2 separate regions of the Muntiacus reevesi genome follow, and region 2 is linked to region 1. The links are chromatin contacts, called in public Hi-C maps. All regions are on one chromosome and are shown on one strand. The core of a region is the stretch at or near the end of the contact, and the rest is flanking DNA. Distances in the headings are between cores, read along the strand shown.

Region 1 (6,422 bases), core at 2,739-5,238:
CATGCAGTAGAAAAGCTAATTAGGGCAACAAACTGGCAAAATGTGACAACAGAGTGTAAGTGCTTTTATTCTGTAATTTGACAAACAATAACAGAGCACTTAACAAGTGCCAGAGCTGGATTGCTCCAGGTTTGCTTCACGTCCTGTGGGCTACCTGCAAAGACCAGGGAAACTTCACAGAAGAGGCCGCAGCCAAGCAGGGATTTGGAGCTATCTTTTTTCCAAGGTCTTCATCAAGTAAGGTAGAGAGGGCAGGCATGACTGCAGAGGGAACAGTGTGTGCTGGGCACAGAGGAGTGTGTGGGGCTGGGAGAAGCTGGAGATGAGATAATGGTTGGGTGCAGATGTAGCCTTAGAGATAGACTAAGGAGTGTAGAATTGGTTCAGAATGCTTTTAAATGACCCTAAAAGTTTTTAAGCTGGAACTAATGGGGTAAGAGTACAAAATATTTGTATTTAAAACAATGCAGACTTTTCATCCACACCTATAGCTTGAATTTGCTAGCCTATTTAAAACTAATGGTTTGACTGATCATCCCTCACCCCCTTTGCCCTTGACTGACATAACCAGACACTGTGACCTTGAGGGGATACAGTTTCCAGTCCCAGTGGCAGGTGGAAAGGATAGTGGAGACCATTGTTTTTCTAAGTGACTAATTGAATGTAAATAGACTTCATCCTGAGCTTTGGCCTGGACAGATCAGCTCAGGGTCTCTGCCTGCTGCCTCCCTTACTCAGTTTCTTTCATAAGGTTTTGTTAGTGCATCTGTGGATATGATCCCTCTTATCAGAGTGTTTGTGTGACTTGCTTCAGAGCAAGTAAACAAACCCAAAAGATCAAGCCCTCCAGTTCCCTTCAGCTCCTGAAGCTATTCTGCATTCTTTTTTACTCTTACTCAGGATTCAAGGACAAATAGGTCAGACCATGGAATCATCTCAGTATACTAGGGACTATAAACTTCTGGCTAAGAAGCTCACAAAAGAAACATTACTTTCCAGTTGGGAAAGATGAGGATTCAGCCTAGGCCAGTAGTTGTCAAATCAGGGATCATAAGCTTCAAGCCAAGTCATGGGCTAAAAATGTAGATTTGGGAGACTCACTGTAGACCTACTGAATCAGAATCTGGGGTTGGGCCAAAGAATCTGTGTTTTAAGCACTCATTCCCAGATCATTCTGATGTTGCTGATCTGTGGGCCACACTGAGCAGGTCTGGTCAGTGGCGCCCACTGGCAGCTCTTTTGGGGAAGGGAGGAGGACTCATCAGATGGGCCCCTGGATTCATAATCCTTCAGTCCAGTCAGCTTGCAAATTTTGCACCGTGCTTGGTTTTCAAGTTATTTCTAGGTTAACATCTTAATTGAGCTGTTCAGCTCAGCTGAGGCTTTGAGATACTATAGATAAAGAGAGGTTTAGAGGAAGCATGAAGTATGTATCTCTGGCTGTGACTCTGTTATCCTTTCCAGTCCCACTTATCTGAAGAGCCAGAATTTCTCAAAGGACAAGTAACCTTAGAGGGGAGTATCATTGGGAAAGCAACACAGTCCCTTTCCTTGCCATGCCCGGCTAGAGAACTATATTAAGAAAAGAACCTAAAAAAACAAACAAACAAAAAAAAAAAAACACATCAATTTGTTGGGTAAAGATACTTCCATCTTCTGTGTTTGCCAGCTCCTGGAGTTACAGGAGCACAAGTTTAGGCAAATGAGACCCTTTTCTGTCTAAGGTGTCTGTTCAGGTCTTGATGCACTAGAAATCCATCTGGCTAACTCATTAGTGATAACAAGTGTTAGATGCTCATAAATCTCCCACGATTCATTGGCTGAAGACATCTTAAATGTGGACTTTTGGCTTTAATTGTCTTTGGTTGCTTCTTTAGCATACTTTAGTTTGTACTGATTTGGGGTTTTGAAACTTGTTTTTAATTAAGACATGGTTTATTTTTATTGCTTGAGATAAAATGCAGGCTGGGAGGCTCAAATCTAAGTTACAAAATAAAAGTACATCTGGGCAGACCACGGGGAAAAAACAAAAACAGAACATAAAGGCTTAAGTGTGTGCCAGGATTCTTAGATTTACTTAGTAATTTCTTGGAGAATAAAAATCCCAGCACCTGCATTATAAAAAAAAGCATACCTTATAAATGTCCTTCTCTTTGAAATACCTAAATGAAGTAGACTGAATTATAAACTAATGGCTTGTAAAAATTCACCTTGAGCCGGCTACTGAAGATACTAAATAAAAGAGGTAGAGAGAGGCTATGAGGAAACCCAACCTGCTGTTTGTTTGTTTTATCAGTAATGTAACTCAAAAGTAGCCAAGCCGAGAGCTTTCCCTGTGTTTTGTTTCCCCAAGCTGAGCCTGTGAATGCCAAGATTTAATCTAAAGAGGTTTGTGTTTTAAAAACTAACAACCAAGTAATAAAACACCTATAAAAGGGATTTATAATGGAACCGGTGACAGTTTTGAGTGTAGTATTACAACTCTTCTGCTCCCCCTCTCCCCTCTTCTGTCCTTTCATCCAACTCTGCACCCTTTGTCTTGGCTCTTTCTCACCTTGCTGCCAAGAAGCATGTAAGTAGGGGCAGCTCACACCCTAGAGAAGCAAACCATCTTAAAAAAGTGAAGTGTGTTTTAGCTCTGCAATCGATGACTGCGCTGTGCTGCTGCTTTTGTTTGTTTGAGAGAAGTTGCTCTAACAAAGTACCTACCTAGCTTGCACAGTGGTTGCTAATGCGGAGCTGAAGATGCTGCTGCTGCAGGGTCACTGCCATGAGGATGCTAGAGTCAACGAGGGCAGGAAGCCGGGGACTCCTCTCCCTGGTACCTTGTGTCACCCTGCCAGGGCCCAAGACCGCCCTGGGGCAGACTTGACTCAACAGGTGGCTTTCCACCTAGGCCACCATGCCTGAAACTTGGTTCTTTTACAAAGTCATAGTTCTCCTCCCCCTCACGAAGAAATGGCGCCTCGGAAGGGAAACTTCGTACTCAAACTCTCTAGGAGCCATTTCTCAAGGCTACTTTTACTATTTTCTGAAGTCTCCCCTGTCAGCATCCCACCGGTCTCCGGGAAGAACGAGGGTCTCTCTTCAGAGTCTGGACGGCGCTGGGAGGCATGTGGGCAGCGTCAAAGTGGCCTCGCCTGGGCGGCCAGATGAGCCCCCAGCCTCCCTCTTGTGGGCCTCAGGAACTCGGGGGGCCCAGGGGAAGCCTGGAAAACCGAACTTCGCCATCAGCCTTCCTTCGAGCGCTGGCTAGAAGAGAGGGGGAAGGGCCCCCCCAGCCGCCTCCCCACCCCCGCCCCTAGCCCCTCTGCCACCCGGCTGCATCGCCCAAGAAAGCACTGAGAACGCAGCTCAGAGCTCTCCAGCTCCTCGCAGACCGGGAGAGGGCATCTTGAGGGGCAGCTTCCCCCTCCAGCGGCGTCTGACATCCCCACTCCCACCCAAGGATGCCGCCGCCGTGCCCTGTCCGCAGTCGCTGAATGTCACTGCTCCCTCTTCCTCCTGATCAGGGTAGACACAGCTCCCGAAGCATCCCCCACCCCAAAACTGCCGCGACCGCCCAGGGTACAAGGCCCCGCGGAGGACGAAGTTTGGGGCCCACGGCGGCGGGGGGTGGGGGGGCGCTTTGGCGAGGACCGCACCTCTCAAGTCCCAGCCCTGGCGGGCACACTCCCCGCCCCAAACGGCCCAGGCGTCCCCATCCTCCCGCGGACACCGGCATCCCCGCCCTCCCCCGAGGGCGGCAAGCGGAGCCCCCCCAGGGCGGAGGCAGGTACCCCCGGGGCGGGGACTGGGGCGGGCGGGGTCCAGGCTGCGCCCCCGGCCGGGCCGGGCGGGCTAGCTGGCGGCGCGGGGGGAGCGGGGCTGGGCGGCGCTGCCTCGGGCTCTGTGCGCTGCAGCCCGGAGCCGAGGAGGAGGAGGAGGCGGAGGAGGAGAAGGAGGCGGCGGCGGTGGGTCCCGGGCGGGGGGAGCGCGGCGCTGCGGACCCGGGCGGCTGGCAAAGGACGAGGCGGAGGCTGAGGAAGGCAGCGGGGAGACCCGGGCTGCAGCAACAAAGGGCAGCAAGCGATTGGCCGGGCTGCAGGCGAGGTTAGCCCGGGACCGGGGTGGCTGGAGGCAGCGGCGAACGGTGCACGTGCTTGCAGACACGGGCGAGTGTGGAGCCGGGGGGTGCACGCCCGGCGGGTAAGGGCTTGCTCCCCCTCGGCACGGGATGGCGAGGAGGCTGCAGCGACATCATACTGCTTGCACCCGGCCTCGGCTTGCAGGGTAGGGGTGCGTGGGGGGTAAGGATGCGAGCCAGGGGGCGGGCGAGTAGTCGCCCGGGACAGGACGGGAGAAGGTGGAGGAGGGGGCGGGATGGAACGCTCCAGGCGGCGCGCCCGTCCGCGCGCTCCACCGCAGGAGCTGGCGACTGAGAACCTCGAATTTTAACTTCGCGTGCCCGCCCGCGCGCGCCCGCCCGCGCCCACCCCTAAATCCTGCGGCCGCCGCCAGCGATCAGCTCTCACACAAACTTTAGCTGCGGGCTAGGGGGTTTGGGGTTGAGTGGGGGAGGGGGAAGGGAAAAGGCCCTCTGATTGACGTCGTCTGCAGCCAATAAGGCCAAGTACCTCTCCTACGAGTAGACCCAATCCTTTTCTAGAGGTAGAGGGGGCGGGTAGGTGGAAGTAGAGGTGGCGCGGTGTCTGGGCGAGAGAAAAAAGGCTGGACCAATAGGTGCCCAGAAGAGGCGGGCCAGGCGGTCTGTTGATTGGTACTGGCAGTGGGCCCTCCCCCGGGGTGGTACCGGAGGGGGGGCTGATGGGTCGAGGGGTGTGCCTATGCGGAGGCGAGATGACCGGCAGGATCCTGCCCCAATGGGCTGCAGAGTGGTTAGTGTGTGGGTGACGGACAGACTCCTAGGCCAACGGGTGGCCCTAAGTGTCTGCGGTCTAGTCCAATGGAGCAGCGCTGGGGCGGGACCGTGGCTCGGGTTTAATGAGACTCCATTGGGCTGTAATCAGTGTCATGTCGGATTCATGTCAACGACAACAACAGGGGGACACAAAATGGCGGCGGCTTAGCTCCTACCCCTGGCGGCGGCGGCAGCGGTGGCGGAGGCGGCGGCACCTCCTCCAGGCGGCAGCCGCGGCTTTTTTCTCAGGCAGCGGCAGCGCCCCCGGCAGGCGCTGTGGCGGTGGCGCGCGGCCAGGTCTGTCACCCACCCCGCGCGTTCCCAGGGGGAGGAGACTAGGCGGGAGGGGGGCGGGAGGGGGAAATAGGGGGCTTGTGACGCCCCTCCCACAGGCCTCTGCGCGAGGGTCACCGCGGGGCCGCTCGGGGTCAGGCTGCCCCTGAGCGTGACGGTAGGGGGCGGGGGAAAGGGGAGGAGGGACAGGCCCCGCCCCTCAGCGGGACCTCCAGGGCAGGGGGCGGGGCTCGAGGGTAGAGGGGCGGAGCGATATCGAGATGGGGGCGGGGTTCGGGTGGTCGGAAGGCTAGGGCTCGTAGGGGTTTTCTGAGTGGGAGGGACCTACTAGGAACGGTAGGGGGCCAGTGAGTGTCTGGGAAGAACACTCCCAAGGAGGGGGTGGGTGTGAGGGGAAACGAGGTGTGCAAGCAGGTGCAGCAGGGAGGGTGAGGAGAGGGCAGGATGGGGAGATGTAGAGGGAGGACCGAGGGGCAAGTGAAACGGTGCAGAAGGCTGAACTTGTAGATATCGGGGGAGGGGGGCAGAGTAAGAATGGATTTGGGTGTGGTGGATATGGAGTAATGCTGAGAAAGCGGTGCAGAGTAGATGCTGGTTTGGAGGAAGTATTTGAGGAAACGGGGGTCAGGTGCATTTACAATGGGGGGAAGGAGGTATATGGGTGAATCGGCATGCTAGAATAGAAAGATTTGTTAGCTTTGGGGTATAGAAGCTTGGAAAAAACATGGAGGGATGGGAAACGGATATTCTTTGGAGAGTTTCTGGAAGACAGAAGAGCAAACTTAAATGCCAAGGGAGCCTACTTAGAATTTAGATATATTCTAAATTATTACGTATATTTTGCCCCGAGGTGACCCTTGCGCAAAATATATCTAACAGAAAGTCTGTTAGGAGTCAGGAGGTTCAGGAGGTGGGAAAAGGTGACAGGTGTGAAGAAAGGTACGTGGGATTGGGCGAATGTGATTTGGATTGAATCGGGAGGGTAGATGGGCAAAGAAAGATGTTAGTGTGGGAGACAGGGTTGTTAGAGGCTTCCCAAGTGGCTCAGTGGTAAAGAATTCACCTGTCAATGCAGGAGGGTAGGGGACAGGTTTAATCCCTGGGTCCAAAAGATCCCTTGGAGTAGGAAATGGCATCCCACTCCGGTATTCTTGCCTGGAAGGGAAATTCCATGAACAGAGGAGCTGGTGGCCTACAACCCATGGGTACGCAACTTGGCACACACTTT
Region 2 (6,422 bases), core at 2,434-4,933, 250 kb after region 1:
GGCCTCTAGCAGGAGGGAGGTGGCTTGGCCCGGGGAGATACTGGGGATCTGTCCCTTTTATGCAGCTTAAGGACTGAGGGATTTTGCTCCAGATGCACTGAACATGGAACGGGAGGAGGCAGAAGGTAAATGGATAGACTTCAGGAAGGCTTTATGTCCTATGGGGTCCCCAGAATCAGAGAGGGAGGGAGGTTACGGAGGGTCCTCTATGAGATCACATTGGGTGGGGTATGAAGGTAGAGAGTGGAGTGCTGAGTCCAAGGCAAAGAACTGAAGGGCGTGGTGACAGGAGAACTTTGTATCAACCAGGGCTTGTGTGAGGAGGTTGTGGCCAGTGGTGGGAGCACCTGTTCCCTTTCTCCATTGTGGGAATGGATGCGCAGGACTGACATGATTTTTAACTAAACTTGGAGCAATAGCTGCAGCCACACGTTTCACCAAGGACTGGGATTCAGACCTGAGCGGAGGGTGTGCAGAGGTGTGGGAAGGGCCAGACAGCTCAGGTACAGGACCGACTGTGCTCCTATCTTGGTAGGGTTCAGGTGAACCCCACAGGCTTCTGGCCAAGGAGGTAGGGCAGGTCAGCACCAGGACCAGTTTGGAAGGCCTCACCTCTTCCATTTTATGCTTCCCACCCCTTTCTTTCCCAGCCTTTCCATCTGCTCTGGCTCTGAAGAATCTGTGGGTGGGCTGGGAGTGGGGGGAGGGACTGACAATCCAGTTGCCTCAGCCAGGCCTAGGATTGGTTAGGGCAGCCCAGTAGCTTGGGGAATGGGCCAGGCCCCTTTCAACCCTCTCTTCCAGCCCTGCTCAGCCCTGATATCCAACCTCTGAATTGCACTCATTCATGTCCCCTGCCAGGCCTCACCCAACCCCTTACTCTAGCTGTCCAGCCCTCACCTGACCTTTCACTTCTCACTGCACCCAGCCGTCGCCCCTCACGCCCTGCCCAGCCCTCACCTGGCCCCTCAGCTCCGGCCTGCACCCCGCAGCTGCTGGTCCAGCCGGCAGAGCTGGTGGAGGAAACCTCTGTTGGGGAAGACCCATCGGCGCTCCCTCACGGTGATCACCGCCTGGCGCAGGGAGAGCTGCTGGCGCAGCATGAGGTAGGCCAGGACCAGTGTGGCGGAGCGGCTCACCCCAACCACGCAGTGCACCAGGACCTTGGCTGAGGAAGACATCTGCTGAAAGACCCTTTCCCACCAGCCAGCCCACCCAGTGGCTGAGGTGGGGACCCAGGTTCCTTCCCTTGCTCTGCTTTGGGTGTATTCTGTGACCCTCGGCAAATCACTCAACATGTATGGGCCTCCATTTCCCAATCTGTCAAGTGGGTATATCAGCACCTCTTATGCCTACCCTTGGGATGGGGTACACACACCCCAGCACGGCTTCTGGGACCCTCTGTGGGCTGGCCCTGCTGACCCTGCAGCCTCATGGCAGGCTGTCTCACCCCAGCTCTCAGCTCTGGAAACGCTGGGTAACTTGCAGCCCCTTGAAGCTGTCATGGTCCCTGGCCTCCAGCCTTCCCACATGCTCTTTCAACTACTTGTAAGTTTTTCCCTTCTGTCAGTCTGACTAACATCTACTACTCATTTGTCAGGATTCCACTGAGACACGGCTTCCTGACTACTCATGGTATCACTTGAATCACAAAGCAGCTCATCCTTTATGCATGGGGCCCAGTGAATCCTGTTGTAGAGGGAATTCCCCCCAAATTCCTGATCCTCTGAATCCAGGACCCCATCCTGTGCTCCCATGGCTCTTCACTTCTACCTACTCATCTGAGTAGTGCTCAGATGTAATACTTCACATTTTGAATGTCTTTCCACCAGGGACCCTGCTTTGCTTAAAGCAAGTATCTAGTGTCCCCGTATCTAGCTCCATGCCTGGCACAGAGAAGATAATAAATAGTTGATGAATGAATGGGTGACGAAAAATGAAGGTCAGGATACTTGGTATTGAAAAGTGCTATGAGCCACAGTCTTGTTTTTCCCATGACACAGATGAGAAACTGAGGTCCAGAGAGGGACACTGGCTCATCCGGGGTCGGGTAGCAAGGGGCATAGCTCTCACCCAGGATGAACACGAAGCAACTTCCCCAGGCTTCTTTGTTGCACCCCAGGTATTAGAAGATTTTTTTTTTTTTTTTCCATTTGAAAGTACTTTGGGGCAGAAATCAGACATCTAGATACCAGATGGCAATCTCCCAAGGCTGAGTTATGCAGAGAAAGAACTGTTTTATTGTTTGGGAGACCTGGCTTCCAGCCCCAGGGCTGCTCCTAACTTGGAGCATGACCTTGTACTTCAGGCCTCCCTTTCCCTGTCTGTGGAGCAATACTACTGGATAAAGTGCTGGGACACTGAGCAGAGAATTTTAAAAACATGACGACTTTTTAAAAACTAGGGGTGGGAGGGCACTGACGTTAAAGGGGAAACTGGACATCCCCCCATGACTGAGCTGGGTAGGATAGGGGTTCAGATGCAAAGTCCTACCCCCAGGCGTGCTAAGGGCACGGTGGATGAAGTCAGCTGCAGAGGAGAAGTAGGCACTGATGTCGAACTCAGGAAGGTCGTGGGCTGGCACCCCCAGGTAGCTCACACTGCTGCCATAGAAGTCAGGGCTGCCCTGACAGTAGAGGCCCCCATGGGCGGCATTCAGCACGTGGGTGATGCCCAGCTTCCATAGCTCAAAGCGGTTATTTGCTGTGGCCCTAGGGAGGGGAGGAAGGGGAGCCATGAGGTCTGGGAAGGAGGCGTTGTTTGGTCCCCCTGCTTCAGAGCGATGAATCCATTAGGGTCCAGAAGGAGCCAGAGGAACTTGTGAGGTTCACAGCTCACAGCCCCACCCAGGAGCTTTCTGGTAGGGGAGCTGGTAGTACAGGGATGTAGCTTTAGCCTCTCTTTGCTTCCTGAGGCAATCCGCCCCCGCCATGGCCAGGACAGGAAAGAAAGGATTGCTTCAGCCCTAGGACCCAGTTGCACCTCCCTTCTTGCCCCATGCCCTGCCTCACACATCCGGCTCTTCCTGGCCACTACCTCATACCTGCTTCTAATCTGCAAATATTTAAAGGTGACACCTTCCTTGATTCACCTCCAGTCAGCCTTCCTTACCCAGTCTGTGTCCAGAGGAAGAAGGCTGGAACCGGAAAGGGGAGCTCTCAGTCCACCCCATCACCCCCAAATCACCACGAGTCCCCGTCCTTTGCACCCCACCCCTCCCCCAACAAGACCCACCAGTTGTTCGGAATGTGCCAGAAGACTGGGAATCTCTAGGAGTTCCCTTCTTTCAGGCAGGCAAAGTCCCTCCTCCCCCTGGTGGCTGCACCTGATCACTGCACTGTTGCTAGCACGAAGGGGTCCTGGAGAAAGTCCCTGGCTTGGGAAACTCAGAGCAGAACCAGTTGCCCTTTCTCTCACCCCAACCCCCCATCTCTTTTAAAGATCCCAAGAACTGTCTCTCCTTGTCCTCACCCCCACGTCCCTTCAGCCAACTACCACTCACGCATCTCCTATGTAAAGGTTGGGCCAAACTTCATCCACGTGGCTGGAAGAAACCTTCCCTGCCCTCAGGAGCTCCTCCAGTTCCAGGACGCTGGGGCAAGGCGTGGCTTCGGCATCTCCCCTCAGCTGTGGGAGCGAAGCCTCCGCCATGGGCCGGCCCACCCACCCCTCTGTCTCTGTGGTCACTCCTCTCTGCCTCTCCAGTGTCATCCCTCCTTCCGAGAGACTGGCAGGGACAGGTGAGACAGCAGCAAGTGACTCAGCAAATTACAGGGGCCTCTAGAGAAAACAGGACCTTTTCCTCCCCAAGTCACCCCCTAGCCCGAAAATGCCTGACCACAGGGAATCAGATATATCTCTGCAAGTCACTTTACCTCTCAGCCTGTTTCTTCATCTCTCAAGTAAGGAGAATTTTAAGGATTAATGGAAACAAAAGATACTCTAACACACAGTAGATGTTAATAGATTTAGAGTCCTGTATAAGGCTATTTGGTTCTGAGGACTGAGTTTAAGGTAGAGATCCAGGGTCCAGAGGAGGTGGTTGACTCCAAGGATGCATGATGGGAAAAGTTCTTCAGGTTTGGGTGGGTCACATACTAAGTGGAAACTGTATGACTGTTGGATGAACTTCTGGATTATGGGACTCAGGGGAAGTTCCCTGAGTTACAGAGTCTGAGAAATGTGGAGAGGAGGCCTGGAGGACCTCATCTAAAGGGTGCCCACAGGATTTGTGGGGGAAAGTTTGAACAATAGTTCTGTTATGAAGATGACTGATTTCTCAAAAGAGAAAGCTAAAATGGGCCATGTGTGCCAGAGAGGCAGAAGGAAGAGATGAATGTTTCCCTCTACCAGAGCCAAAGAAAGGATGTCATCAAAAATATTTTTGGGTGGGAGGGAGATTCCTCTGCCTATAAGGGATTTTGTCCTCGCAGCAAAAACAGAGAAAGTCTGTATTTGTCCTTCTGCCGGAGCTCCTTGTAGGCTGAAGTGAGATGTCTTGCCCACTCTAGGATGCCTTCATGAAGGCTTTGTTGGGGGCGCGAGCTGTAGTGGGGAGGCTCCCAGTTGCACCTGGCTTTGAGTCTGGTTTGAGGGTAAAGGCCATACCAGGGGATTCCATGGAAGCAGGCTGCACTCATGTCCACCCCAGAATCTATCCCCACTCCCATCAGAGTCACTGACGCCTGCCTTGCACCGCCCGAGGAAGCAAGGTGATGAGGCGGCTGGAGCCCAGGTCCAAGGCCAGTTTTGAACTTGGTTTGTGCCACTGCTAGGCCTGAGGTGGGGGCTTCCCTCAGGGTGGGGTAGTACAGTAAAGCAAGAACAGCATAGGTTCTGAAGTTAGACTTCAGTAGGAATACTGGCTTCGGCACATATTAACTGCCTAAGCTGAGGCAAGGTTTCTTGGCCCTTCTCTGTCGTGATACCCTGCAGAGGTGGAACAAGGATTAAGTGATATATTTATATGGCATCTGGCATAGGGACAGTCAGAGAGTAGAGGGGCAATAAACAGTAATAATGATGACTGGAGGTTGGCTCTTGGAGAGGAGCTGGCTCCCTGCAAAGGAATTAAGGAAAAGCCTCTCTTGTCCCCAGTTTACTAATCCCATAGGCCCCGCCCCGTCCCGCCTGTACCAGCGCCTCATCGCTCATCTCTTCAGCTTTGGACCATTTGGTCCCTTTGCATGCCCTCTCGGGTTTCCTTGCATCAGTTTCAGGTCGCCGCCCTACCCTCACGCCCATCTTTAACCCCGAGTCCCTTCCGGTTTTGGCCCCACCCCTACCCTAGGGCTCCGCCTCCCGCCGATGGGCCCCTGCCTCGCGAAGCAGTTCCGGTTCGGATTCGAGCAGCTGCCGGCACGGATAAGACCGCGGCCGGAGCGGCGCCGCAGCTATGCCTGCGCGCAGCCGCCACCGCCCCAGCCTCCACTCCGGCTCGCTTACCCGGGCTCCGCCCCCACCCCTTAAGGCGTCTCTCTCCCGGGAGGCCCGGAGGGCACCGGACTCCGATAGCTGCTCGGACGCCGACTCGGAGGCGGGTCCGGGGAGCCCGATTCGGAACAGGGAGGTGAGCAGCAGCTGAGGTGAAGGAGAGGGGAGTTCGGGGTGGGCGCGTGCAGCAAGGGTGAGTGGGGGGAGTCGGGGATGGAGGCGGGTGGGGGTGCAATGGACAGAATTCGGAGGGGCCCTGGGAGACGGTTGAGGGACCGTGGAGAGTCCCCTTTAGAACGGAATCTGAGGGAAATGGAGGTTGTTGAGCCGAGGGCCCGAGGCGGGTGACGATGGCCCCAGACTAAGGGGTAAGTAGAGGCCGAGGGGCAAGCGAGAGGGTGTGGAGGCTGAGGGAGATGTGGCCTTGAAGAGGCAGGGGCATGGAGGTTTTGGAAAGCCGGGTGAAAGTGAGGGGAAAATACCGAAGGGTCCCACGGGAATGTAGGACCGGAGGGGGAGATGCTCTGCGATTTGGCAGTGGGAAGAGGGATCGGAGGAGCCGATCCAGGGTCGATGTTCCCACTTGGCGAGAGAGAAGGAACTGGGGTGGGACTGACGAGATTGCTGACCTAAGGGGTTGGTACTAATTAGGGGAAGGATTTAGGTTTGAAGAGGAAGGGGCTCTCAGGTGGCAAGTCGTCTGGTCTTGAAGGCCAGAAAGAGAGAAATGGGGTCAAGACAGAAAAGGAGCCCTTGGGGACTAATTTAGGGCTTTGACATTTTCACAGGTGTCTTTCATAGATTGGAAGATCTCTCGGGTGATATACTTGGATTATGGAGCTTTCTTGTTTGTGGACAGTGAGTCCTTATAAGAATCTGGGATGAGAAGGGTGTTATTTAACCCTGATTTGCCCAAAGGACTAGGAGAAGTAGTGAAAAGGAAGTGATGTTTGGAAAAGATAGTGAAAGGAGTGATTCTGAATATAAAG

Evidence for each region. A called contact is a pair of places that touch in the nucleus more often than the background predicts.
Region 2: a Hi-C map of muscle shows a contact between it and region 1, with 4 times the contacts expected there. The contact joins the promoter of LOC136159885 here to the promoter of KAT6B in region 1. A contact is called at or near these places in 2 of 3 Hi-C or Micro-C datasets (blood and muscle).

The regions. Positions count from the first base shown.
Region 1 is chr2:109,752,589-109,759,010 of mMunRee1.1, forward strand. KAT6B (lysine acetyltransferase 6B) reads left to right here and starts at 3,989. Exons shown (of 18, transcript XM_065922667.1): 1 at 3,989-4,092.
Region 2 is chr2:110,002,469-110,008,890 of mMunRee1.1, forward strand. It overlaps LOC136159885 (dual specificity protein phosphatase 13B), which reads right to left and starts at 3,684. Exons shown (of 5, transcript XM_065922674.1): 1 at 3,503-3,684. The coding sequence starts at 3,651. It overlaps SAMD8 (sterile alpha motif domain containing 8), which reads left to right and starts at 5,347. Exons shown (of 5, transcript XM_065922679.1): 1 at 5,347-5,569. The coding sequence starts at 5,396.